Linked DNA regions of Mus musculus: regions 1, 2, 3, 4 and 5 are each linked to region 6. A link is a contact called in public promoter capture Hi-C data. All regions are on one chromosome and are shown on one strand. The core of a region is the stretch at or near the end of the contact, and the rest is flanking DNA. Distances in the headings are between cores, read along the strand shown. Region 1 holds the start of Cox20 (cytochrome c oxidase assembly protein 20). Region 2 holds the start of Adss (adenylosuccinate synthetase, non muscle). Region 3 holds the start of Dusp23 (dual specificity phosphatase 23). Region 4 holds the start of Efcab2 (EF-hand calcium binding domain 2). Region 5 overlaps Gm30115 (a long non-coding RNA gene). Region 6 holds the start of Fh1 (fumarate hydratase 1).

What was found. Promoter capture Hi-C pulls out the DNA fragments that hold promoters and counts their contacts. Capture Hi-C pulls out chosen DNA fragments and counts their contacts.
Region 1: a promoter capture Hi-C map of liver shows a contact between it and region 6, with 3 times the contacts expected there. The contact joins the promoter of Cox20 here to the promoter of Fh1 in region 6. A contact is called at or near these places in 3 of 39 promoter capture datasets (the C10 cell line, liver and pre-B cells).
Region 2: a promoter capture Hi-C map of pre-B cells shows a contact between it and region 6, with 7 times the contacts expected there. The contact joins the promoter of Adss here to the promoter of Fh1 in region 6. A contact is called at or near these places in 4 of 39 promoter capture datasets (the C10 cell line, hippocampal neurons, liver and 1 more), 6 of 484 Hi-C or Micro-C datasets (B cells, CD4 T cells, CD8 T cells and 3 more), 3 of 115 datasets of contacts at active chromatin or transcription factors (astrocytes, large pre-B cells and thymic regulatory T cells) and 2 of 9 other capture datasets (adipose tissue and liver).
Region 3: a promoter capture Hi-C map of liver shows a contact between it and region 6, with 2.6 times the contacts expected there. The contact joins the promoter of Dusp23 here to the promoter of Fh1 in region 6. A contact is called at or near these places in 4 of 39 promoter capture datasets (hippocampal neurons, maxillary cranial neural crest, pre-B cells and 1 more) and 1 of 9 other capture datasets (liver).
Region 4: a promoter capture Hi-C map of pre-B cells shows a contact between it and region 6, with 5 times the contacts expected there. The contact joins the promoter of Efcab2 here to the promoter of Fh1 in region 6. A contact is called at or near these places in 3 of 39 promoter capture datasets (liver and pre-B cells).
Region 5: a promoter capture Hi-C map of liver shows a contact between it and region 6, with 2.2 times the contacts expected there. The contact joins the enhancer-like site here to the promoter of Fh1 in region 6. A contact is called at or near these places in 5 of 39 promoter capture datasets (the C10 cell line, embryonic stem cells, hippocampal neurons and 2 more), 1 of 115 datasets of contacts at active chromatin or transcription factors (astrocytes) and 1 of 9 other capture datasets (embryonic stem cells).

Annotation. Positions count from the first base shown.
Region 1 is chr1:178,317,342-178,321,394 of GRCm38.p6, reverse strand. Cox20 (cytochrome c oxidase assembly protein 20) reads right to left here and starts at 2,242. Exons shown (of 4, transcript NM_025511.2): 1 at 2,187-2,242. The coding sequence starts at 2,225. It also overlaps a transcript of Hnrnpu not described here.
Region 2 is chr1:177,793,469-177,797,889 of GRCm38.p6, reverse strand. It overlaps Adss (adenylosuccinate synthetase, non muscle), which reads left to right and starts at 1,381. Exons shown (of 13, transcript NM_007422.3): 1 at 1,381-1,678. The coding sequence starts at 1,496.
Region 3 is chr1:172,630,718-172,634,877 of GRCm38.p6, reverse strand. It overlaps Dusp23 (dual specificity phosphatase 23), which reads left to right and starts at 1,904. Exons shown (of 2, transcript NM_026725.2): 1 at 1,904-2,262; 2 at 3,052-4,109. The coding sequence starts at 1,996. The coding sequence ends at 3,237. It overlaps Gm35601 (a long non-coding RNA gene), which reads right to left and starts at 1,898. Exons shown (of 5, transcript XR_001779542.2): 1 at 1,737-1,898.
Region 4 is chr1:178,404,355-178,408,516 of GRCm38.p6, reverse strand. It overlaps Efcab2 (EF-hand calcium binding domain 2), which reads right to left and starts at 2,499. Exons shown (of 7, transcript NM_026626.3): 1 at 2,384-2,499. The coding sequence starts at 2,414.
Region 5 is chr1:177,710,856-177,715,254 of GRCm38.p6, reverse strand. All of the region lies in intron 3 of Gm30115 (a long non-coding RNA gene), which reads left to right. Among named protein-coding and RNA genes, the nearest start is that of 1700016C15Rik, 17 kb to the left of the region's middle. Within about 2 kb of position 2,339, at least 106 of the 459 cell types and tissues checked have an H3K27ac peak or open chromatin away from gene starts, as enhancers often do. A contact at or near this core is called in liver, where this site is marked.
Region 6 is chr1:175,623,519-175,627,413 of GRCm38.p6, reverse strand. Fh1 (fumarate hydratase 1) reads left to right here and starts at 1,779. Exons shown (of 10, transcript NM_010209.2): 1 at 1,779-1,963. The coding sequence starts at 1,841.

The DNA of each region.
Region 1 (4,053 bases), core at 993-3,492, 2.7 Mb before region 6:
CTTGAGGATGCAAGACTACACATAACTTATATGACAGAGCATGTGCGAAAAGAAGCCATTCTCTATTTGTACCCCAGCCCTGGAAGCACAGATGTTTTCTGCAATGCCACTCAATGCTTCTAGAGGATGACTGCATAAGAGATGAAACGTAACACTGGTGGGGAATGGAGTAAAAGACATGTTAGGTTCGGTTAAAGATAGGGTAGAGCTGCACTCCCCTTAGCTCAAGGATCTGCCTGAACGTGTGTAACCTGGCTTTCATTAAAGTAAAATTGTTCTTTCACTGATGACTTGCTTCTCTTGTTTTTAATCATACACCCAATCAATCATTGTGGGCTGTTCTCATCATCAAACTCTCAAATAAGAAACTACAGGTCTACTGGGGAGTTCACACCATCTCTGGAAATTACTCCTATGCCAACTAGCATCCAGTACATGATGAACATGGAGACATTCTGGTAGCGTTAGTGAAACCAGTTGTACCTATGTACCTACCACCTGTATTCTTGCCTAGTTCAGATAGCTTAAAATTGGGTTTCTTGTGAGAGATTCCTTGCTTATCCTATCACCTACATGGTGGTTTCATAACTCCAGTTCAAGAGAAAACTAGGATTCAAGTTGACTGTCCATCCTTTTCCATTAAGTGTGTCATTGCAAAAGGAGACCTGGTTGGCATTAAATCTTTCAAGCTTCCTGTGGCAAGCTCATCAGTGGTCCTAAAAGCCAGTTTTGTATTGTACTCAACCAGTCTCCCCCCCCAAAGGACTGCTTTGTAATCCTTTCATTTGAAAGGATTTTAAATTTGAAAGGATTTTAAATTCTGTAAGTTATATCTGTGGGTGTCTGACTTGGGCTGCCACAAGAGCTCCAGAGACTTGAACAGAGGTGGTAAATAAGCACCTTTACCTTCTGAGGATTGCGCTTGCTTCCACATCTTAAGTCCTAATACTACCATTTTTCTGTTGCCTTGCAAGACTATATTAACTAGATGCTCCTGATTTTACTTGAGTACCCACACGCTCATGGCCACTGTTTAGGCAAAGATACACTTAGATTCCATCTCACCGGGAATCTTGAGAAAACATTTACAGTAATTGGCTTGCTGTTCCACTGGCCTGGGGATTTGGCAGTAGCAACGTTCCAGTAGCAGTGTCCCCTCCTTTTACGGATTTAACATTTGTGACCTGTTATCAGCTGAATACCATTTATTCGACTCCCTGTTTGTGAGACTATTCATCTGCTTATTTGGTCTTAGTCGGTTTTGCAAACCGACCAAAGTATCAAAGTATTTTCAAGTAGTTTCTCTTGCTTCCAAAATCTTTTCTGAGACAGGTTTTAGGTTTACTTTGTAGCCCTGGCTATCCTGGAACTCACTGCCTCCTAAGTGCCTGGTTAAAAGGTGTGCCCATCCCAAGCCTTCATGGCTTTATTTTTCAGAGCAGAGTCTTTTTGTCAAACCCACTGTTCAATTTCAGCAAGTCTAGATGAGCTATGAAGCAAACACTACATTTGACCTTACTTGTGCTAGCAAGTTTTCATTTGATAGGTAGTGTTTTAGTTGTTTAACAAAAGACATCTTTAGACACTTGACCATGGCTTAATTAGTCTCCACTTGGGACACCTTCCTGTAGCCATTCTATCAGGCCTAGCAGTTCATGGCCAAACTGCAGTTTTATCCCGGCTGGCTTAAATGGATGAAATTCGACTGTCCCGTTACCCCAGTAGGATGTCGGCTTCATGCAGAGTGGAGATTTCGTCTTTTTTAATAAGAGGTCAAACTGCAGTTCTCACATTGAACTAACAAATCTATACCTTACCTGTGAGTGTGCGCTCCTGTGTTGTGCAAGGAAAAGGACTGATTCACTTGCTGGCCCAGAACTCACCCCTGCCTCAGCCCTCAAAGTGGAGATTACTGGCATGCACCATCACGCCCAGCTCTCCAGAGTTTTCATTTCCCCTTTATTAGCCCTTTCTACCAAATCCAATGCTAGTTTTGGATTAGTCTCCGTTTTCTGACCCTGCAGGCCTGCTCTTCACTAGTTTAACTGGCAATTTAGATATATCCGGGATATGAGGACTAGATCGCTGATATACCTCGCGGCTATGGGATGGGTCTAGGAAACCGGGTCGCGGCCTGCGCACTGCACACCTCCCCCCACCCCCCCTTGCCCCATGGCGAACATTACCTTTTTCTCCGTCTCGTGGGGCTCCGGGGCGGCCGCCATGGGCACCAGTCCTCTCCATCGCCCCGCCCAGGCCCGCGACGGGAGCAACACGGGCTCCGCCCACCCCATCCCCGCGCGGCGGCGGCCATCTTAGGGAGCGTTCCTGGGGCTGTCCGGAAGCCCGCCCTGGCACACTCCTTTGTTCCATGGAACCGGCCACACTGTTTTCCAACCCGCAACCGACCATGAGGAACGCGAGTGGTGGCAACCTAGAGAAGCGCCACCGGTTCCTGTCTCGCAGGCAGGGTGGCCCGAGTCAAGGAGCACCGAGAAACTCGCTTCCCTCAGCCCCTCCTCCGCCTTAACCGCCATTTCAACCGTTGTGCGCGTCCCCGTGCTGGGCGCTGAGGGCGGAGCCGGGGCCGCGCGTCGCGCGCCGCTTTGTCCTCTTAGAGGGCGGGAGTCCGGGTTTGACGGCCCCCGCACTGCCGGAAGTCGCCTGGCGCTGTTTCCGCGGGCCTCGTTCCCAGCTTGTCCTTTGTCCTAGCTTTGGTGACCTTGACAACCTCCCGCACCCCCGCCTCGGTCCCTCGCGGCGGCCTTCCAGCGCCCGCCAGGCCCACGCCCCTCCCCCTCCGGCCCGCAGATTTAGGTTAAAAATAGCGCGCCGCTCGCGTGGAGGAGACTCAGGACAAAATGGAGGCGGCCGCTACCTAGGGGGCATGCGTCAGGCGGCAAGTGCCTTCCTTCGGGAGGGAGGCCGTGGGTGACGCGACGGTGACATAGCGGGTAGAAACCCAGACCGTGGGTCGTTTGGGTCCAAGTGTCAGCCAGTTCAGCAGGCGATGGCGACTCCGTTTTCGGGTTAATGTCCTGGCCCCGGCCTTTTGCCTTTCTTTGTTTACCTATTTCCCGATTTGGCCTCTTCCGTTCCAAACGGCCCTTCCCCGGAAAATGTCCCGGCCTGTCATTGTGCAGAGTCATGCCGCCTTTCATGTAACGTGCTGCACGCTACTTGCCCGTCAGTGTTAGCTGGGAGGGTCTCATCTTAATTACCATGCGGACTGCTTACTGTCTTATTCTTCATGCTCATTAACTGCTTTTCGCCAATCCCAGGGGGTAAAAGTGATTTATATTTCTCTTTATGCGTAGTAAGTTGTTTTTTGTTTTTAAGGAAGCTGAACAGTTACAAAGTGTATAATGCTCTAATATTACTAGGACTAGAAAAGGAACTGTTATCTTGACAGTTTGGGATACTCTACTGAAATTCTTGGCTAGCCAGGCTTTGAATTTTTGTCTGGAAGGTAATATTTAAGGTTGTAATATTCCATAAAGGAGAGAGGAATTCTTTTGCATTCCTAATTGCGGTATAAAGGACGTAACGGGAAAAATACCGAGGAAATGGCGTTACCGTTTTACTTGTGACTGAGACGTTGCTAGAGTATACTGAGTTGGAGTCCATTTCACTTGTTTGAAAAATGTCATGGATTCGATAAAGTTTCTTAATTTAACGAAAATAGAATATTTTTCAGTTTTGTCTTTTAACAGTTAATAATGAAAAGTAACAAGCTCACCCTTCTCCTTCTCCCTGAAGGTGTGGATGAAAGAAAACGACTTTGAAGAGAATAGAGTTTATTCTGTAGTAAAATGTAAATGATCATGACCCAAGGACAGGATTCAAACTGCCCCCAAACCATATTCAACATAAAAGTGTTACAGTCTTATGAGTTTTATATGGTAACAAAAGAGATAAGACACTTCAGTTTATGGAATGTCTCTGGCTATTGGCCTTAGATTTCATCTGATGACATTCTCAGTCTTTGGGATTGGTGGAAGTTAGTGTTCTGTTTATACATTCCAGAAGGACAGTCACAAGGATAGATGCTAA
Region 2 (4,421 bases), core at 132-2,631, 2.2 Mb before region 6:
GGATTCCCTCTTTAGCACCTGTTGTCTCAGTGGTTCTCAACTTTCCTAATGCTGTGACCCTTTAATACAGTTCCTCAGGTTGTGGTTGCCCCATCCCCCAACTATACAATTACTTCACTGCTATTTTATAACTGTAATTTTGCTATTGTTGTGAATCATAATGTAAATACCTAACAGATATGACATCTGATATGCAGTCCCTGTGAAAGGGTTGATTGACTCCCTAAGGGGGTCTCAACTCATAGGTTGAGAACAGCTGTATTTTCAGATGTCTCACGACCACCTGTTGCTCTGACTCCCAGGGATCTGAGGCCCTCTGCTGGCCTTCAGACAGACAGACAGACACACAACATGGTATGTGACCTCTCACACACAAATAATATAAATAAGTAAATAAATACATAGATAAACCCACATTAGATAGACAATAGGCACACTCTGTAATCAGTTACAATTAAAACACTGAGAAGCACCTAGGCTTACTCAATCTGCAAACTGTCCAAAGTACCATTTTAACGCCCATGAGAGGAACTGATAAGCTATTTAAGAGTTCGAAGGTCTGGGGGGCGAATAACTCAGTGGTACAGTATTCGCATCAAATTACAAGGTTCTGAATTTGATCTCCAACACTTCAACAGAGAAAAAATGGGAGAAGAGAAATTGTTTTGTAGAACGAACGTATTTTACAAAATATTGTAAACTTTAAGGTTGTGGGGATCAAATAACCCAGGTACATTCGGATATGACATAGGCAATTGACTCATCTTTGTGCCCCAGATACTGTAAAAATGGGAAGAGTTAGGATGCTATCTCTAGATTTCATTTTTACTGCTTTTAGTTTGCACTTTTAGTCCCTTTTCAGTTCTAAATTTATTCGGCTCCACTCCAGCCTCCACATATTTTTAAATCCCAGTTTACATTTTGTAAGGGTATTTCATTCTTTAAGATACCCAAGTGTTTAGACACAGAAAACCAAATTGGCTTTTAGAGACCGAAACCAGCCAACCCTGACACTGTGGTGCCATGCCTTGGCCATCTCACAGAGCATTGCATGCTGGGAATTGTAGTTCCACACTCTTTCACCCCCTTCCCTACCGCGAGTTTGAAAGGCCAGAGGCTGGTGGGCGGGCACAGAGGGCGGAACTCTCCGTTAGCCCCGCCCCCTGGCCTCCGCTCTCGCGCGGTTCTCCCCGGAGCAGCGCGCCAAGCCGGGGATGGGGTGTGGCCTCCGCCCTGGGGTGGCGGCAGTTGAGGCCGTGGCGCCTGCGGGCCGCGCAGAGGCTTCGGCCTGCGCCAAGTGTGGTCCCGCCCTGAGCGGGCGGGCGGCGGAGCGCGGGGCGGGGCCTGGAGAGAGGGTGGCGGCCCTCGGGGCGGGGGCGGGGCCGGCCTCTGGCTCCTTCTTCCTCCGCATGTGGCTGGTGGCGGCGCAGCAGTTGGGTTCACGTTCCGTTCTCCTGCCCCGTCTCCTTAAGGCTCTTCTGCCCTGCCGGGAGCCATGTCGATCTCCGAGAGCAGCCCGGCGGCCACCTCCCTGCCCAACGGCGACTGTGGCCGCCCCAGGGCGCGGTCCGGAGGGAACCGGGTGACTGTGGTGCTGGGAGCGCAGTGGGGCGACGAGGGCAAAGGGAAGGTGGTGGATCTACTGGCGCAGGACGCCGACATCGTGTGCCGCTGCCAGGTGAGGGAAGCCGGGCCCTTTCTGGGACGGCCGGCGCGGTGAGGTGTCACCTTGAGGTGCGTCCCTCGGGCTGGGAGCTGCGGGGAACCCCTGCCCTGGAGTCTCCGGTGACGCTCCGGGTGACTCTGGAGGAACCTGGAAGATGCGCGATGTTGGAGCTGCATTTCGGGGTCTGGGGACTGGGCTGGCGGTGCGCCGCGGGCAGAGTTGAGGGAGCTTCCGCCCGAGGCCTGCTCGGGACTCTGGCTAGACCCGGCCAGGCCCACCCGCCGGCGCGGACTAGGAAGGGTCCTTTTCCCCAATTTCCCTGAAATCGAGATTCAGCACTGCATTACCTACAGGCTTAGGCACGCAGAACCTCGCCTCCATCGGTCCACTTTGTTGATAGCAGAATCCGCTACGGGGCGATGAGACTGTTTGGGGCCCTCCGGTGCTTTTGTTTGTTTTTTGTTTTTAACTCGTATTTCATAGACTACTATTAAGGGGAGATCTGTTTTTATTACTCACCGGTCCTTAAGGAATCCCCAGTAAGTTGAAAAGTGAGTGTGAGGCAACTAAATACGGAGATTTCAAGTCGGATAATTTAGAAATGTTTACAATGCTTCGGTAATATAAAAAGTTGACTTTCAGGAAATCCAGTGTTTCCTACCCGGAGACACGTGGGTTTTAGTGTTAGTTTTTTTTTTTTTTTTTTTTTTTTTTCTTATTAGTCATTTGCTTTGAAGCAGCCTAGAGGGTAGGCCTTTGAAAAAGGCTCTCAGAAAACTATCATCCCCGTTTCAGAATTCAAAATAAATGAGCAGTTCCCACATTCAAAACAAGGTGCAGTGTTGGAAGTTAATGGTGGCGTATTTAGATTGTAAGAATTTTTTTCTCCCTGAAGGTACATGGTTTTGTGTGGGGGTGCCTTGTGGTCTAGGCTAATCGTGGAAAGCTTTTTTACCTAAAATTGAAACGTATGAAGAAACCGGCCTGTAAAAGGCCAGGTGCTTTGACTTGGGTCATCTTTTTACTGTGTGTGGAGCCCTATTGCTCCAACTGCCGCTTTACCACCATTCTTCAATTCACAGGGTTCTTTCACAGGTTCTTTCTCTTCCAGCAGCTTGTCTGGCAACATGCATATTTAATGGTGCTCTCACAGGTGTTGGCCTGGAATCTGACTCGCCTAGGAGGTGATCCAAAGCCCAGCCTTCACCTTTCACTTTTAAAATCAGATCTGGTAGCTGGGCTGAAGATTTAGCAAAGCGCCTAAACTCTTGCGGGGCAGAAGGATGGACTTGAGGACTGCTTGCTTTTTTACTTGAAAATGTGCACAGGTCCAGCTGCGTCGAGGAGTAGTGTGTGGTTGTACAAAGCCGTTGTGGCACTTCTCTAAAAGGGTTTCAAAATAATAGACCTTTAAAAAGTTATAGAATCAGTTTGTAGACTGTCGGTGTTACTATGTTACCAAGAAAGTGTTCTTGAGGGAGGTCATGTATCAGTCTGATCTGATGACTCTGGAATCCCCAGAGGAAAGATTGAGGAGGAGGCCAGCCGAGAAGTAAATGGTCAGACTTCTCACTCTTATAAACTCCTTACTACTTACATAGTCCTTACATTTTGTTCTTGTGTGCTTTAGAATTTTTACTAATCTCATTAGCTGTAAGAAGGTAAAGAATAGACTTTAAGCATCTATCTTCCTTCCTTCCTTTTCTTTTTTTGAGACAGGGTTTCACTGTATTGTCCTGGAACTCAAGCTGTAGTCCTGGGTGGCCTGGAACTGCCTCCCAAGTTCTTAATGGCACCATTGACCCTGTAGCATTTCTCTTTTGTGATGATTCATCTTTGTAACTAACTTACTTGACCAGCATTAGTAACTCAGTATCTACTTAATGAAGTTCTCGTAGTTACAACACTGAAGATAGTGGAATGTATAGAGTGGAGAAAGACATTTAGGGCTTGGATTGATTTTTGAGTTTATTTCATAATTTGGGTTTTAGGTATAAAGAAAAAATTATGTCACTTACAGGAAAATGGATGGAATTAGAACATTTTGCTAAGTAAGACACACTTAGAAAGACAAATGTAGTATGTTTCCTCATCCAAAGGGAAAATTTTAAAAAGACAAGAAAGAACTATCTGGAAAGAGGAAGGAGAAAGGAGATTGGGACAAAGAGTGATGAATATGATCAAAGTACATGATCCATCTGTGTTAACGTGTCAGAATGAGTCAACCATTTGTACAGTCACTATATGCTAATTAAGTATATATTCAAACAGGTTTATATTAATAAAATGTATCCTGTGTTAGAGTGTACATGCCATTTCTCCAGAGAGAGAGAGAGAGGAAGAGAGGAGTGTGTGTGTGTATTCATTCCATATTTCAAGTAGAATCACAAAATAATTCCCTGACTTAGAAAACAGCTTGAAATGTTTTTAAAGGGGCATTTCCACTGTTATACATCTTAATCAATAGGATTTCTTTTGGGGAAGAAATAGATGCAAAACTAATGGCATTTTCATTATTGGAGCACTGAAGGCCTGTCTTTTGCTTTAGGATCATAGACAGTTATTTATAAATGTGTAGGTAAATAAGTGTGTAGGACTTGAACCAAAGCATGGCCATTATTGCTGTGCTGCTGTTGGTTTTAGATCAATATAAGCATTCTTTTTTTTAATGGAAAGGAGAAAAATAAGTAGAAGAGCAGTCACAGATTGATGATTCATCCAGGGAACACCTATTCTGTATCTACCGGACAACACT
Region 3 (4,160 bases), core at 655-3,154, 3.0 Mb after region 6:
GGACAGTTCCTGGAAATGTTACTTCCAGACACAGCTGTCTGCCGTCAAGGTTCGTTCCCACTGAGCCAGAGCAGGCAATCCACCTCGGAAAGGAGAAATCCTTCCATTTTGCTGATGCCGTGGACAGCCCTCCCGCTGCCCGGTTGCTGAAACAATGGACTCCACGATCCTGGAATTTCCCCCGAGAGCCTCACGCAGGAGAAGGGAAAGACTGGGAGCCTGGTGTTTGAGAGATGGGGAACTTGTCTCCTTGTATGAGAGACGAAAGCAGAGGCTAGGGTGAAGGGGGGCATGGAGAACCACACCTTGACCAGGAACACTCAGTTATACATAACTCTTACCTTCTACCTAAGCCTAATCCTCATACCAGGACCCTAAAGATAGACTTGGGTGGTAGGGACTGGACCTCCTTGTTTCTCTCACTAATGTAGCACACTGAATAAACCACCTCCCGCTTTCACTAGCAGGTTTATTTAATTGGCCCATTGAAGAGACAAGTAGCCCATCTTGGCTTGTTATGGCTCCCAAGGCCCAGATTTTCACCCTAATGACCAGCAACCAAGGGAGGGTAGGATGTCTTCATACCCAGGTCTTGTGGGCTTAGGTCAGTATGTCCCTAGGCCCCCGGTTAAGAAAATACCCAGGGTTTTAAACACAAAATGTTTGGAAGAATGTGAAGATGGCTGTGTAACACTGTCATTTCCTGGATGACTGTAGGAAAGTGTGCCATTAAAAGATTCTGGAGAGGGGGACAGAACAATGGCTCAGCAGTTAAGAGCACTGGCTGCTCTTCCAGAGGTTCCATCCCCAGCACCTACACGGCAGCTCACAGCTGTCTGTAACTCCAGCTCCGGGAGTCCTGACACCTTCACACAGATACACATGCAAGCAAAACACCAATGTACATAAAATAAAAATAATAATAATTTTTAAAACAAGATTTCGGAGCTGGAGAGATGGCTCAGCAGTTAAGAGTACTGACTGCTCTTCCGGAGGTCCTGAGTTCAAATTTGAGCAACTACAAGTTGGCTCACAACCAGCTGTAATGGGATCCGATGCCCTCTTCTGGTGTGTCTAAAGACAGCTACAGGGCACTCATATACATAAGATAAACATTTTTTTAAAAGAGAGAGAGATTCTGGAGAATGGTATCTTCCTTAGCTTCCTCGGTGCCTCAGTTTTCTCATCTCTAAAATGGGGTTACTGTGATCACCTACCTTATGGCGATTAATTAACATATATAAAAAGTATTTGCACAAGTACCTAACACAAAGCAAAAGCTTAAATGTTGTTAACCCTTATGTTGTTGATAGTGGTTACTATATTACCCTGAGTACCATTTCCAGTGCCACATATTTCCCCACCCCCCATCCTTTAACTACTGTCGGCAGTAGAAAAATAAAACTTTCTATTGTCTGGGACATAGTAGTTCCCTCTTACTTCAAGAACTCAAGAAGACAGCAACCATGACTGCTTGGTCATTGAAGAGATTACCTACTCACACCCGCGCCCAGGCAGAAGTAGATTTTTCTATCACTATTTAAACCCCTTGTATAAAAACTATGAAGAGACCAGGCCGTTAGGCGGCTGGCCCACGATGCAGTAGCTCCAACGCACCACCAGGGAGCAGCAGAGCCCAGCCCTGGGCTGTTTTCTCTACAGGAGCAATTAATTGGTTCCAGGCTTCCTTAGTGCCTTCACTCCCCGCTGCAATAATCACGCTTGTTGTTGATTACCCAGCCTATCAACGAGTGCCCTGCTCGCGTCCGTTGGGCTGTAGGGTTTCTCTGCCTGCCTTGGAGCCGTCTTAGCCCCGCCCCCGCTGTTCAGCCAACCCTGGGTGGGGAGGAGCGTCACGGGGGAGGGTCCAAGAGACTACGTGGCCCGCTAGGGCAAGTGCTGAGCGGGGACGGAATCCAGCCCCAGAGGGGGGGTGACCCAATCTCCCGGCAGAGTAGGAAAGGCCAGCCTCGCCCTGAGTAAACTCCCCCCACGATGGGCGTGCAACCCCCCAACTTCTCCTGGGTGCTTCCGGGACGGCTGGCCGGACTGGCGTTGCCCCGGCTGCCCGCGCACTACCAGTTCCTGCTGGACCAGGGTGTGCGGCACCTGGTGTCCCTGACGGAGCGCGGACCCCCTCACAGTGACAGCTGTCCCGGCCTCACGCTGCACCGAATGCGCATCCCTGACTTTTGCCCGCCGTCCCCGGAACAGATCGACCAATTTGTGAAGATCGTGGACGAGGCCAATGCCCGGGGAGAGGTCAGCACGCTCGTGAGCCAGAGCGAGAGGGCGGGGCCTGGAAGGAAATGAGTGGGCGGGGCCGGAGCTGGAGTCCGAAAAGAGTGGGAGAGCCTGGGGTTGGGGGCGGGGGTGACAGGGCTAAGTGGGGTGGGAGCTAGATGGACCCACTCCCTGACTAAAGTCAACTATGCTGCTAGGAGAGGTGGTGCCAAGTAGGCTGGAGAGAGAGTACTGTCAAGTGAAATCCTTCCAGGAGTCCAGGGAGCGCCTATGTCAGACGGAATCAGTTCAAAGCCCTTTTACTAGAGGTCCAAATGTCATAGAGACACACTTGTAATTTTAAATTTTACTAGCAGCTACGTTTTAAAAAAAAAACAAAAACAAAAAACGAAAAAGATGAAAAAGAAGCAGGTGAAGTTAATTTTGTACTAATCCAATAAGTCAAAAATATTATTTCAACATAGAATCAATATGAAACAAATTATTAATGAGGCATGTCCAGTCTTTTTCATGCCGCATCTTCAGGGCCTGGTAAGTATTTTGCACCTCAGCTCAGTTTGGACTGACACATTTCAGGAAAAATAGCACCACAAGTGGCTGGATGTACTATACAAGACAGCACAGGATAGAGGCCAGGCGATGTAGGCTGAGAGCCCAAGTTGGAACCAGCCATTCCAGAGGCCTCCTAGTCACCTGTCCTCCCACAGCTTTGATGTCACTTCTTGGAGAGCCTGTGATGTGTGGGGTGAGGACAGGGGAGTATTGGGGAGGGCATTGGACTCTACTCCATCAGTCTCCACTTCACAGGCTGTTGGAGTGCACTGTGCCCTAGGCTTTGGCCGCACTGGCACCATGCTAGCCTGCTACTTGGTGAAGGAGCGGGCTTTGGCCGCAGGAGATGCCATTGCTGAGATCCGGCGCCTGCGACCAGGATCCATTGAGACGTATGAACAGGAGAAGGCCGTCTTCCAGTTCTACCAGCGAACAAAATGAGGACTTCAACAGCCCGCCTTTCCCCCTCCCCAACTCCTGCGGCCAGGGAGGAAGGGGAGTGAACTAAAGTACTGCATCCTTCAGGTCCCTCTGACTCCTATTGGACAAAAGTAGTCCTTCCCCAAAGCCATAACGTGGCCGGCAGGATGGCCGAGACCCCACAAAAATGAGGTAATAACTGATAAGAACTCATCACCGCTGCATAGCATGTACACAGCACTCCCAATACATCTGGGTGGTTGAAAAGACAAAAAAAAAAAAAACAAAAAAAAAAAAAAAAAAACCACTTCTGTTCTTTGGATGAGGTGTCTAGAGTTCAGAAAGGCCTCCGGTCACAGTTCTGGGAAACAGAAGGATAGGCCAGGACTCCAGCACACACCTTTGTCATCCTGAGGATGATGGGATTCTAAGTGCTGTTCCCTGACATGTGATAGAGGAGAACTGGTCAGTGAAGGAGACCCATGTCCCTGGCCACATGGCCTCCAAGCAGCCTCAGGCCGCTGCACTCCTACACCAGCAGTGCCCCCTTGACATCACCCCTTATGTAGGGTCATCCGTCCTACCTGAGCCACCTTTGTTCTCTCAGGGTACAGAAGACCTGCATATCGTGCTACAGATGAGGTCTCTCTCTGTCTTATCTGTTTCTCTCTTGGTCTCCCCCTCCCACTCTCCCTCTTAATCTCCCTCTCTCCCTCCCCCTTCCTCCCCCCACCAGGGCTGGCCACCTCTTACCAGCCTCAGGTGACTCAGCTCATCTGTCACCTCCAACCCCTATGTCGTCCCCAGCCTCAGACCAACGAATGCTGAAACTGTGTCTTGGTGGTTTTAGAGTGGATATTAAGTGATCAAATAAATAACTCTGGGACTATGAATCTTGGCCATGTTTCTCAGGTGTTATCTTCACGTCTCCCCTGTTGGACTCC
Region 4 (4,162 bases), core at 1,250-3,749, 2.8 Mb before region 6:
AAAATCAGGCTGGGTGTGGTGGCACACAGTTTTAGTCACAGCACTCACTCAGATGCAGACAGGTGCATCTCTGGGAGTTCCAGACCAATCAAAGCTACAAGGTGAGATCCTAAGTGTTGTGTGTGTGTGTGTGTGTGTGTGTGTGTATAATTTTACATTGTAAAAACTTGCAGTATACTCCAATGCTACCCTAAATAAGTCTTTAACTTAAAAAGAAAAGGAGGGGTCTGGAGAGATGGATATTTGTTCCCACTGTGTTAATAACACCTATTGTGTCTCTAGTTGTGGTGTGTTTCAGCTTTAGCATATGCATTTATCCAAGAGTTCTCTGCTTGAATATTATAAACAAAATTAAATAAAGTCAACCATAAGTTAAGAGGTGGAACAAGCAACCAATTGACAGAGAGTAAACATAGGATTATTTAAAAAAAAAAAAAAAAAAAAAAAAACAATGTCTGGGACACTGGCTGAGGAGCAGGGTCAGCTGGGTGCTTTCTCTGCTTCTCTGAGCTAGCAAACTTTCACCACAGATTCTGGCTCCCGGGTTTTCATTGGTAAAACCAAATGATTTAGATTTTGTTTAAAAAACAAAACAAAACAAAAAAAAAACCCAAAAAACAAAAAAACAGATGGCTCAGAGGTTAGAAGCACTACCTGCTCTTCCAGAGAATCCTGGATCAATTCCCAGAACACACATGGCAGCTCACAACCATCTGCAACTCCAGTTCTGGGGGATCCGACACCCTCACAAGGACATACACAAAGGCAATACACCAATACACATAAGGTAAATTAATTTAAAAAATAATTCATCCCCTAATGATTTTCTCCTTTACTTTTTTTGAGGGGGGTAATAAAAGTATAACTAAAAAAAAAAAAATACTTTCTGGGGAAGCTTTTTTTTTTTTTTTACCTAAAACTTTTTTTTTTTTTTTTTTTTGAGACAGGGTTTCTCTGTGTAGCCCTTGTTGTCCTGGAACTTACTTTGTAGGACCAGGCTGGCCTCGAACTCAGAAATCTGCCTGCCTCTGCCTCCCAAGTGCTGGGATTAAAGGTGTGCACCACCACCCCCGACTCACCTAAAACATTTTTTATACAACATATTTTGATCATATTCTTTCCCTTCCCCCAACACCTCACCGACACTCCCTGCCCTCTAACTTCATATTCTTTGTAAAAACAACAACAAAAAAGTAGAATAAAACCTTCCATTTCTAAAATAGCACCACAAAAATCTTGATACCTTAGTAGAGTTAAAACTCTATACTACAATGCCGACTTCTGAGATTAATTTTACCATCTATAAATCACAGGTCATCAATAAGATCTCTAGCTGCCAGGAGTGGTGGCGCACGCCTTTAATCCCAGCACTCCGGAGGCAGAAGCAGGCGGATTTCTGAGTTCGAGGCCAGCCAGGTCTACAAAGTGAGTTCCAGGACAGCCAAAACCAAAAAAAAAAAAAAAAAAAAAATCTAGGGTCTCAAGTTTCCCTGCTGGGTTCCTGTAATCACCATGACAATGGACTAAACAACTCGTGTAAATATTAGTTGTTAACCTAACTACTGTGTTCCAAACCAGAGGGTGGGGGTGGGGGTGGGGGAATACAAGAGGGAGGGGAGAGAGTCAGCAAAGATGGAGTGTTACTTTCACTTTTTTTGCAATGTTTGCCATTTACTATTTTAGGGCTTGCTTGACTATTTATTTAGCGGTGATGTTGTCAATTTATCACGTAATGGCTGTTGAGTCACAGATCCGATTTTAAGTCATTCGGCTGGGTTAGCAACAATTCAAAAGGTCTTGCAGTTCAACATGAAACATTAGTTTTTCGGGTCCCCTGAGGCCTCTCGGGTACCCGGCCGGTCTGGGCGGCCCGACAAGTCCCGGCTGGGTTTTCTTTAAAGTGATTAAAGTGCGTGTTCCTTATGCAAGGCTCTAGCGCGACCCGGGCCGCTAGGGCCCAGTCTGACCTGGAGGCTGCGCTCCGCCTGGCGGAGGAGGAGGCAAAATGGAGGCGGCTGGGGCCGGGTTGGGCCGGGCTGGGCGGGGTTTCGGCACAGCCGCAGAGGATCCCGCCAGGTTCTAGTCGCAGCTCCAGTCCTCCATGAGGCCGCCCTCCGGGTTACCCACAGCCCACCCAGACCGCGGCTGGCGCCCTCACGGGGAGGGGAGGTGCCAGGGACAAGGACGCCATTATGAACCTCCCCGGCGGGGGCTACAACAGCCCGCGCAGACCTCTCGAGGGGACGGGAGGGCGGACGGTGGGGACGCGGGCTGGCGCCGCTTTTCAGCCCACTGTCGCCACGCCGAGGGGCTCAAGATGTTGGCCGGGGGGCGCTTCCTCAGGCGCAGAGGCGACGTCGTGGCACCCCAGGCAGGGTCCTACCTGTCCCTTCCGCGTCCCTTTCCTCCGCCATCTTGGTGCGGAGCCGGTCGCCCGGGAGACATCCAGCACGAACCCTGCGGGACCCCGCGGGCGGAGAAAGCCCCTGGATGCACGGTGGCCCCCCGATCCCCGCCCCCACCAGAACCGAGGCCCGCGTTCTTTGGGCCTAGGGGCGTCATTTATTAACAAGGCTCCGGAACCCGCCTGGGCCTGATTGTGACTGTCAAGGACGTAGTGTGCCTTGCTTATTTCTTTATTCATTTCTTTAATTACTTATTTTATTCAGCTTTTTTTTTTCCCGGCCGTCTCAGGTGCGCCCCAGAACCGGGCGCAGACCTGGCGGCCCCTTACACGGTCCCTCCCCGAAAAGCGTCCGCCCACCCCAACCCCACCCGAGCCAGGCCTTGTGGCTCTCTGGCGTCACCCTCTCCTGAGCGGAGCCACTCTGCCAGTCACGGAACTGGAGCGAAAACGGACATGGGCCAGTGCAGGAGGAAGCCCAGCCTTTCCCCGGGATCGCAGAGAGAGAGAGAGAGAGAGAGAGAGAGAGAGAGAGAGAGAGAGAGAGAGAGGACTTGCTGTAGAAAAACATGTGCAAAATAGGCGCAAACACTGCGTCGCCAAGGCTGCAATTTCTGATACAAAATAGTGTTCTCATAGCAACAAATAAATTGACGGTCTGTTCTCAGGGATACACACATTTTGTATGTTGATGGTGCAATTTGGCATGACCTTCCGATGAGAATTTTGAGTACTGAGAAACTTGGCTATCGCGTGTTTTGTTATTTGATGGATAAGCTCAGAATACTAAGATTCTCCCTTAAATGAAACCCCCCCAAAACAAACAAACAAACAAACAAACAAAAAAAACCCAACAGTTTTGAAATGTCTAACAATGTGACTCAAATTAATATCTAGTTTTAATCTTTAATGATAATTTCATGGTATATGTGTACTTATTTAAATATTTTTGTAAAAGTAACTAAATGTAGAGGCCTTTGTTTTGTCTTGATTTTTCTTTAATATAGTTATTTATTCACTTTACATCTCAGTATTTTATTTTTTATTATTAGTTTTTATTCATCGAAGTTCTGTAATCTCAGTGAATGAACCCTCAAAGCAGGCCAACTGTACTCTTCATTAAAATATTTTTTTCTATAGGCAATAAAGATTTGATGAAGTGTCTAACTACAATTTGAATAATCAGAAAATGGTGCATATCAAGCAAATTTCCCCAGCACTCAGGAGGCAGAGGCAGGCAGATTTCTGAGTTCGAGGCCAGCCTGGTCTACAGAGTGAGTTCCAGGACAGCCAGGGCTACACAGAGAAACCCTGTCTCAAAAAAACAAAAACAAAAACAAAAACAAAACAATAAAACAAAAAGAAAGAGAAAGAAAGAAAGGAAAAGAAAGAAAAGAAAGACTTCCAAGATGAACTCAAGCATACAGTAAATTAATCACCCCAAAATATGGAAGAGTAATTTATATTAATATTTTATTTATTTTATATTAATATTTTATTTATTTTATATTAATATTTACATTCTGTGTGTTCCCCTTACTCTCCCTGAAGATGAAGGACTTTGTAGCAAGTATGGGAAGGAAGAGAACTGTCCCTTCCTGATGGAAGGTGACCCTGAGCATTGCCTGCCCCTTATCTTTACCTCCTCTTCAATGGTCCCATAGGCAAAGTTTTCAAAATGTTTATAGTGCTTTTATTTTATTTACTTGTTTCTACCACATACATTTCCAGCCAGTAACGTTGTTCTATACACTGGGA
Region 5 (4,399 bases), core at 1,090-3,589, 2.1 Mb before region 6:
CACGTAACAGTATCCTGAGATCCCTCTTTTATGGACACATCCATCTGGTGTAGATATTATTTTTTCCTCTTCTGATATTCACATGGCCTGGTCCTTCTCAACATTCAACAGACACTATAAGCTCCCACTCTTCCTGCCTACTTTGGGGAAATGGCTCTTTGGAGCATTCCATGATCCTGAGTCTCATAAGTTGCAGTTTCTAAGACCCACCATCACTAGTAAAGTCTTTTTACTTCGGCAGTTTCTGACTTTGGGTTGATTGATATCACCTACATTTCTGATCAGCTAGCTGCAAATTGGGGTTTACCAATCCCTCTTTGAGTTTCATTAATTTGCTAGCTCAGCTCACAGTACTTGGGAAACCACGTGTACCTGCATTAACTTATTACAAAGGATTTTATAAAATGTACAGATAAATATACAGAGGGCATGTGGGAAGCCATGCAGAACTTCCATCTCCTTCCAACGGCCCACCCTCTGAGTACCTATGTATCCAGCTATGTAGACCCTCTCCATACCTGATACTTTTCAGTATGTATGGAAGTTTTACTACAAAGGCACAGGTGATTATATCATTGACTTTTGGTGATTCTAGCCTGAACCTTTCTCCTTACCTGACAAGTTATATAATGGGAAAATGTGAGTCTGAAACCAGGGCTGCAATCACAGTTGATCCCCCTGACAACCAGCTCCCATCTATTCCTAAGAGTTCCTGGCTATCAGTTAACTCGCTAGCACACAGAGACACCGATTAGAGATTTCAAGGGTTTTAGGCATCGTGGACTGCATTACTTTTCTTGTTATGATGAAATACCTGACACACCCAGAAATAAGGAAGAAAAGTTTTGTTCTGATCACAGTTTGGGGCTACAGTTTATCTTGGTGGGGAAGGGGTGGTGGCCGGTATGAGAGACACCTAGTCACATTGCATCCAGGGTCAAGAACTGAGAGAAAGGAATGTCCCACACCCAGTTCATGTGACAGTACCTCCTACACTGAGGGTGGAGTCCCAGACCTGCACAGAGTTTCGTTCTATGATGATTCCAAATCTTGTCAAGTTAATAATGAAGATTAAGTATCACAAGAGCCAAGAAACAAAGACAAAGTATCTGTTTCACAACTCTGAACTCTTTACAGACTTCCCTAAAATATAAATACACAAAGAGAAGTGCAAGAGCCTATAAACATATATAGCACACCAACAGTTAGCATAAGGAGGTTAAAATAGCCATATAAATATCAGATAAAATAGGTTAAAAAACTGTATGTGTTATCAATAATAATGATAAGAGGGTTAATAAATCGGGAAAGATGTATTTGTGTGTGCTTTGAGTAAGAGCATTTCAAAGAGGAAGCAAAAATTATCTATTTGAAATAGACACTGAAGTAATGTTGAAATTGTTGCTGGAGGTTTCAATATCCATCTCTTGGCAGTTGATAAACAGTTAGTCATAACCATCAGCAAGGACTCAGAAGCTCAAAACAAATTACTATAAACAGACAGAACACCATGCTTAACAAAGATAGGATAAATCCAGGAGCAAATGATGCATCTAGCAAGATAGTTGAGGTTCTAGGTGTGTTAAGAGCAAACAATACAACTAGCAAGACAATCCAGGTTCTGGGTGTGTTAGGCAGCTTTTAGTTGCTTCGGTAAATAAAGTAGAGAGTTCAGTGTGTGGTTCAACAGCTTCCCTGCTGTGGGCTCAGGAATTGACCAGGAAGGGGAGAGAGATCTCTCTTGAGCATCACTTGAGCCCAGGAGGTGGAGGTATGCCTGGGCAGCATAGCCAGGTTCTTTCTCAAAAGTGAAATTACAAAAATAAAATTGAAAAGTTTGAAGAGGAAAGAAGAAAAAAAAAAAGAACGGGCTTTCTTCTCCTATGAATGTGTATGTTTTCAAACAACCATAAGGCGGTTGTAGACCACACGCCTGTAGTGCTAGGAAACTGATCTGTCTTACACATACCAAGCATGCCTCTGCTACCAAGCTATATCCCCAGCCCTGACATTTATCTAAAATCAAGAATACTTTTACTGAACATTACTGAATGTCCTAGCCAATGCAATCAGATAAGAAAAAGAAATGAAAGATGAACACATTGAACAAAGAGAAATAAACAGCTACAGTCACAGAAGACTTTGTCTGCCACATAGCCAAGCATCATTCAGGGCGTCTGCCTGTGCTGATGGGGCTCCTTGAAGGCTTACAGGAAGCTTAGATTTTCATTTGAAGTCCTGAGAGTAATCAAAAAGACAACACAGAGTAGTGCGTCATGGAGCTTGTTTACAAAACCAAATGCAATAGTGTTTTTTTTTCTTTTTTTTTGATGAGCACAAAGTACACAACCAAATCAAAGAGTAGATGGAGAAAGATTATTCCCTGTACAGTGTTTCCCTAGGCAAAGGGAATCGAGGAGCTTTTACTAGAGAAACTCCCACAGACTCATGTAAGAAAGGCTTGTCATCACACTTACCATCACACGTAGAAGCAGACACATTCCCAAGCATGCTCAGTTGGAAATCATGCATTGCGTTTTCATAAAACATGGCAGAATGGAAACTGGATGGAGAAGTTTACACTATAATGAGCAAAACTGGCGGTAGATGCCCTAAGGAAGTTGGTAGGTACCTGAGTGTTTGAACTGGAAACAACTTTGTGCAAAAAAAGGGAAGCCTGTGTTGGGGCTAGAGACAGCTCAGTGATTAACCATGTTTATCACCAAGTGCTTGATGCTCTTCCAGGGGACCATAGCTCAGTTCCCAGCACCCATGCCAAGTGGCTCAAAACCTCCTGTAGCTCCACTTTTAGGGGAATATTATGCCTGTTTCTAGCTTTGGGCACCTATATTTCTGGCATCCATTGACTTCAAAAATTGGGTTGTGATTTATAATCTATATAATATAAATTTATTTTAAGTATAAGAAATACAATATACTCTAGTGAGTAGACAGGACTAATCGTAGCTGAAAATTGTGTTAAGAGCTGTCTATCAAGGGCAAATATAGGAAGGAATGAGGATGGGGAGGTTGGATTTTTCACTTTGTTTCACTGAGGTGATCTGGAACTCATTACACCCTGAACTCATGGTGATTCACCTGCCTCTGCTTCCCAAGTGCCACATTACCACATGTTTTCTTCCTCCCTCCTTCTTTCTTCCTTTCTTTCCATTTCCTTCCTTCCTTCCTTCCTTCCTTCCTTCCTTCCTTCCTTCCCCCCCCCCTCTCTCTCTTTCTGTCTGTCTTTCTCTCTTTCTCTGTTGAACCAGAGCCACACAGTGCCTTTCCAGCACTGAGTAACTTTGTTCTGACTTCAGATAATCCAAGCAGTTAAATAGGCATTTGAAATATAGAACTGTCAGAACACAGAGATGGAAAAGGTCAAGCCATGTGCCAGCAGATTAATTTCCTAACTTAATGTACCAAAGTACCTTATCTGAGGACTTACCTAAGGGAAAGTTGTCATTTCACAGTTCTGGAAGTTACAGTTGGAAATACAACTGGTCCTGATAAAGGCAAGACTGATACTGATAAAGGCTTCGGGGGGAGTCTGCCTGACTTTCCTTGGGGGAAGCATTTATCTACTTATGCCCTCTCCCATACAGGGTGCCAATACACCAGAGACAGGACTCCCTCCAAGTCCATCTGGGTGTGCATAAGTTCTCTGCGGTTAATAACAGAAGTGTGGGTGACTCACAGATGACTGTGCTAACAGGGAGCTCCCTGAGTAACAGCTACACTTCCAGTGAGTCCACCCCAGTTAGCTATTAACCCCTTCTATAGCTCTGATAGCTTTTCTAAGGATTGCATGGAGGCTCATGAGCACCAGGAACTTTGTGAGTTCGGTAAACCTTGTGAGCCTCCTCCCTCTCTCCTTGAGTGCTGAGGTCCAGCCTCATCCTGAGAGAGGGTCCAGAGGAAGGGGATGAATTGGAGCAGTGGAAGAGTGACTGAGAGTCAGTGATGGATGCAAGCTGACAGCTCTGTAATCTGCTTGAGAGAGCTGTGTCTTACAGTCCAAAGCCCAGCCTTTTATTTACTATGATTGCATAAACTACTTCCTTAGAAATTGCATAACATTTTAATCACGTACCCAGGTTCCCCTTTGATCATTCTACAAATCAGCCGTTTATGACCTTAGCCCCTTGACCCTTAGAAACAGAAATAGAAATACAGGGCACATTCAAAGCAAATGAACCAGAGAGCAAGTGCTTTTTTTTTTTTTAAAAACATAGCAAGTCCTATGTGGTTCTCTGGGCACAGCACTTGTGGTTGCCAAATCTAGACATAGAGGCTATTTTTATGTGAGAAAGTTAGCTTTAAGTATAGCACCTTTTATAATTTTCCCCACAATTTAGTGAGTCTTGTTTATGCCAATGCAAGCAACATTAAAGCTCAT
Region 6 (3,895 bases), core at 530-3,029:
AGTCATGTCCTCCTCCTTTCATTTCAGTTGTTTTTTTCATTCAGCTGGAACCCAGGAGATCCCCCTACACACACACTCACACACACACACACACACACACACACACACACACACTCACACACACTCACACTCAAACACTCACACACACTCACACACACACTCACACACACACTCAAACACTCACACACACACTCACACACGCACTCACACACGCACACACACACTCACATACACTCAAACACTCACACACTCACACACACGCACTCACACACGCACACACACTCACTCACACACACTCACACACACACACTCACACATGCACACAAACACTCACACGCACACTCACACACACACACATATTCACACACACACTCACACACACCCACACACACTCACATACACACATACTCACCACACTCTTGTGGCTGCTCTTTAATGGCAAAAGTGTAACATTTCGGGCAGAAGATACACTGCTTTATATGATTGTACTTTATCTTACTGCTTTGTCTTTTTCCCCTTAACCTAACTTTTAAAGAAAATTTGGTTCTACCTTTCACCAACTACTCTAAAAATTTCTCAGCCATTAGTTGAGAGAGGGAAGAACTAGATACTGAGGTCTGAAAACCCACCGGTACTGGTTTAATTGATTTAGCTCAGCTATTAGTCTTATTCTTACTTATTTTATTTCATTTGTGTTATTTTGAGACAGGGTGGCCTGTATCCCACACTGGCTTCAGACTCCCTGTGTAGCCAAGGATGGCCTTGAACTACTATTCTTCCTACCTGCACTTCTCAAGTGTGAAGATTGCAGGTCAACAGTGCATTTGTGTCAGGCTCACTATGAAGCCAAGGTTATTCTTGAATTCAACTCCTCCCTACCGTGGCATCTAGAGTGCTGAGGCTATAAATTGAAGCCTCTCATTTCCTGAAGAACTTCCTCTTTAACTGTCTTCTGATTCTGCATTAGAAAATTAAAAGAAGAGACACAATTTTTTTTATCAGTTACTCTTTTTCCATTGGCATCATTTAAGCAATGTTTTCCCTAGCCTGTAACCACAAAGAAAATCAGAGATGAAAAATCCCAAGGAATGTGGACACATTATAAATGTTATCAGAGGACATGTTAAAAGACAGAGGAAAAGGCTGGAGAGATGACCCAGTGGTAAAGAGCAGTGACTGCTCTCCCAGGTGTCCTGAGTTCAATTCTCAGCAACCACAGGGTGGCTCACAACCATCACAATAAGAGGGATCTGATGCCCTCTTCTGGTGAGTCTGAAGTCTGCTACAATGTACTCATAGACATAAAATAAATCTTTTAAAAAAATGACAGGAAAATTGACTCCAAAATGACAACTAGGAGCATTGTGGGATAATTGATTACTACTTCCTTGTTTAAAATTTGAGGCACTTTCTAGGAAGATAAGTATTTGAGACACGGATTCATACAGCTGCACGTCATGGGTGGTTGCAGGATAAATATTAACTTGATAACATGTTCTTTCTAGGCTGTCTCACGGACCTAGTACTACAGGCATCTTCAGCCAGTTTCCTGCCTCCTAGCAGCCACATTTGAAGTATTGTCGGAAGATCTGACCTCCCGCCTCTTGTCTTTTCCCATGATTCCTTCCGCACTAGTTTCCCGTGAACCCGAGGACTTCAAACAGCCATACTACAGGCCCAGGGAAGGCAACCCGCCCCATTAGTTATTATTGGCCAGTCATGGTTAGTCCCGTCCTACATGCTCAGGAAGAGGCGTTTGATTGGTTACGAGCGTGGCCGGAATCTGACGTATTAGGGGGCGTGGCTCAGGCTCAGCTTTCCACCCCCGTACAGCAGCACCATGTACCGCGCACTCCGTCTCCTCGCGCGCTCGCGTCGCCTCCTGCGGGTTCCGTCCGCCGGTGCTGCAGTGTCTGGGGAAGCGACCACCCTCCCGCGGTGTGCTCCGAACGTCGCGCGAATGGTGAGCGGGCATCTCGGGACCCGGCCTCCCCGGGGTGACCTTCACGTCAGAGTGTCCCGGGTGTCCCCGCGGGCCGCGCCTGGGCTCGGCGCCGGCCAGCACGCTCACCATCCGCCCCGGACGCGGCCTCCAGCCGAGTGTGTTGGGGCTGCGGGCAGCGCTGAGGGACGCGCTCCTTCCTGCTGGGGAGCCTGAGTGTCAGGGCAGACCTGCCCAATGCCTGAGCTTGCAGAGGCCTTCGGTCCAGGACACCTTCTCTGGGAAAGAGCGTGCACGGAGGCAGAGGGTGGGGGATGCCGGGGTGCAGGAGTAGCCCGAGGAAAGGGGAAGCCCCTTCCTTGTCCAGATCGCAAGCCCTGCTGGCTGGACACAGACAGGATGCTCCCCTAGGCTAGGGTCTGGCTTCTTGGTCCACCAGGGTGCTCTTTCCTGCTTTCAGGCCCTCGAAGTGGATGAAGCCAGTGTGTCTTCTGAACGGAAAGGCTTTGCTTCTTACTAACTTGACTATTTAGCTTGTGAGGTTACATGTGTTCTCTCTCACAACTGGGTGTAAAACTCCGAAATCCATAAATGTGGACCTAGGAACATAAGTACTCGGAAGCATGCCTGAGCAGATTGGATAGGACCGAACAATTGCCCTAACCAAGATTTTGTATTCAGAAAGACAGCTAAAGGAACTTAAGGGGCCAGGTCCAAGGTATGGCATGCTTCGTTAAGCCCCTGTACTGTTTAGAGTTCTTTAGAAAACGAAAAATGCGAGTGTGTATGTACTGTTAGGAAAAGTTTGAGAAATGAATAGTTAGGAAGACCACTCCGAAGTGTAGCATGTCTTCTGTAGTGTGGGGTGTGATTTCAAGTCCTACTGCTGCGTTCAGGCTTTGTCCAGTTTCTACATGTAAAGCTGAGATAATTACAGAGGCTCAGCAAGATAGAACTTGGGGAAAACACTGTGCTTCTTAATTAGACCTCCTTTAGTGTCCTTAAAAGGGCCAAGACGTTCTCTCAACTTCTAGACGCTTGAATGACAACTCTGTACCGTCTTGGGGCTTGGGAGATGACACCAGTGAAGAATCCATCAGGTGGTTCACACCCACCTGTAACATCAGCTTTAGGGGACCTGTAACACACTCTTAATAACCTCGACATATGCGTGTGTGCAAACATACATACACACACACACATATGCACCCATGCACACACAGACACACACTAACATAAATCTTGGAAAGAAGCTATGAAGTCCAGGTTGCTTAAAGTTCCTGGAACTTTGCTCTGGTGATTTTAATGCATTCTAAAATCTCTTTTAAAAAGACTGGGTTTCTTTTTGTTTTAAAGCTTGTTTAGGGGAACAGGAAAATGGAATGAATCTATCATGGCAAATATGAAAATAGCAGTTTCTTGCTTAGGGTTATAGTGTCAGAAAATAGGATCAGTATACTTTTCTTTTTCCATGGTTCCAAGGACATTTCTTGCCCTTTAGCCCCCTTGTAATTTCCAGCAAGCCTGCTGATTTTGTTAAAAGTTGTTCTCTAGTATTGAGAAATTCACATGACCCTGGAAGCCCTGTTATTTAAAAGGACACTTAAGAGTTCACCTGAAGTGCGTCATGTGGAGGTATGACGCATTGTTGACGACTTCTCTGCTTGGGGCCATGTAAATATGATGGTTCATTTATGCTTAGAATGCAGAGGCTGTTGGCAAAGATTACACAAAGGGCTGTCGAGATGGTTCTGAGGGTCAGAGTCTCTGCTCTACAACGTAGGGAAGGAAGGTTTGATTCACAATTCCCGGGTGCAGTACTACATGGCAGGGCCGGCATGACAGCAGGAGCTTGAGGTAACTGGACACACTGAGTGTGAACACACTGGGTACACAGTCAGGAAGCAGAGAGAGCATCACTGACACTCAGATTGCTTTATAACTTAAAAAAAT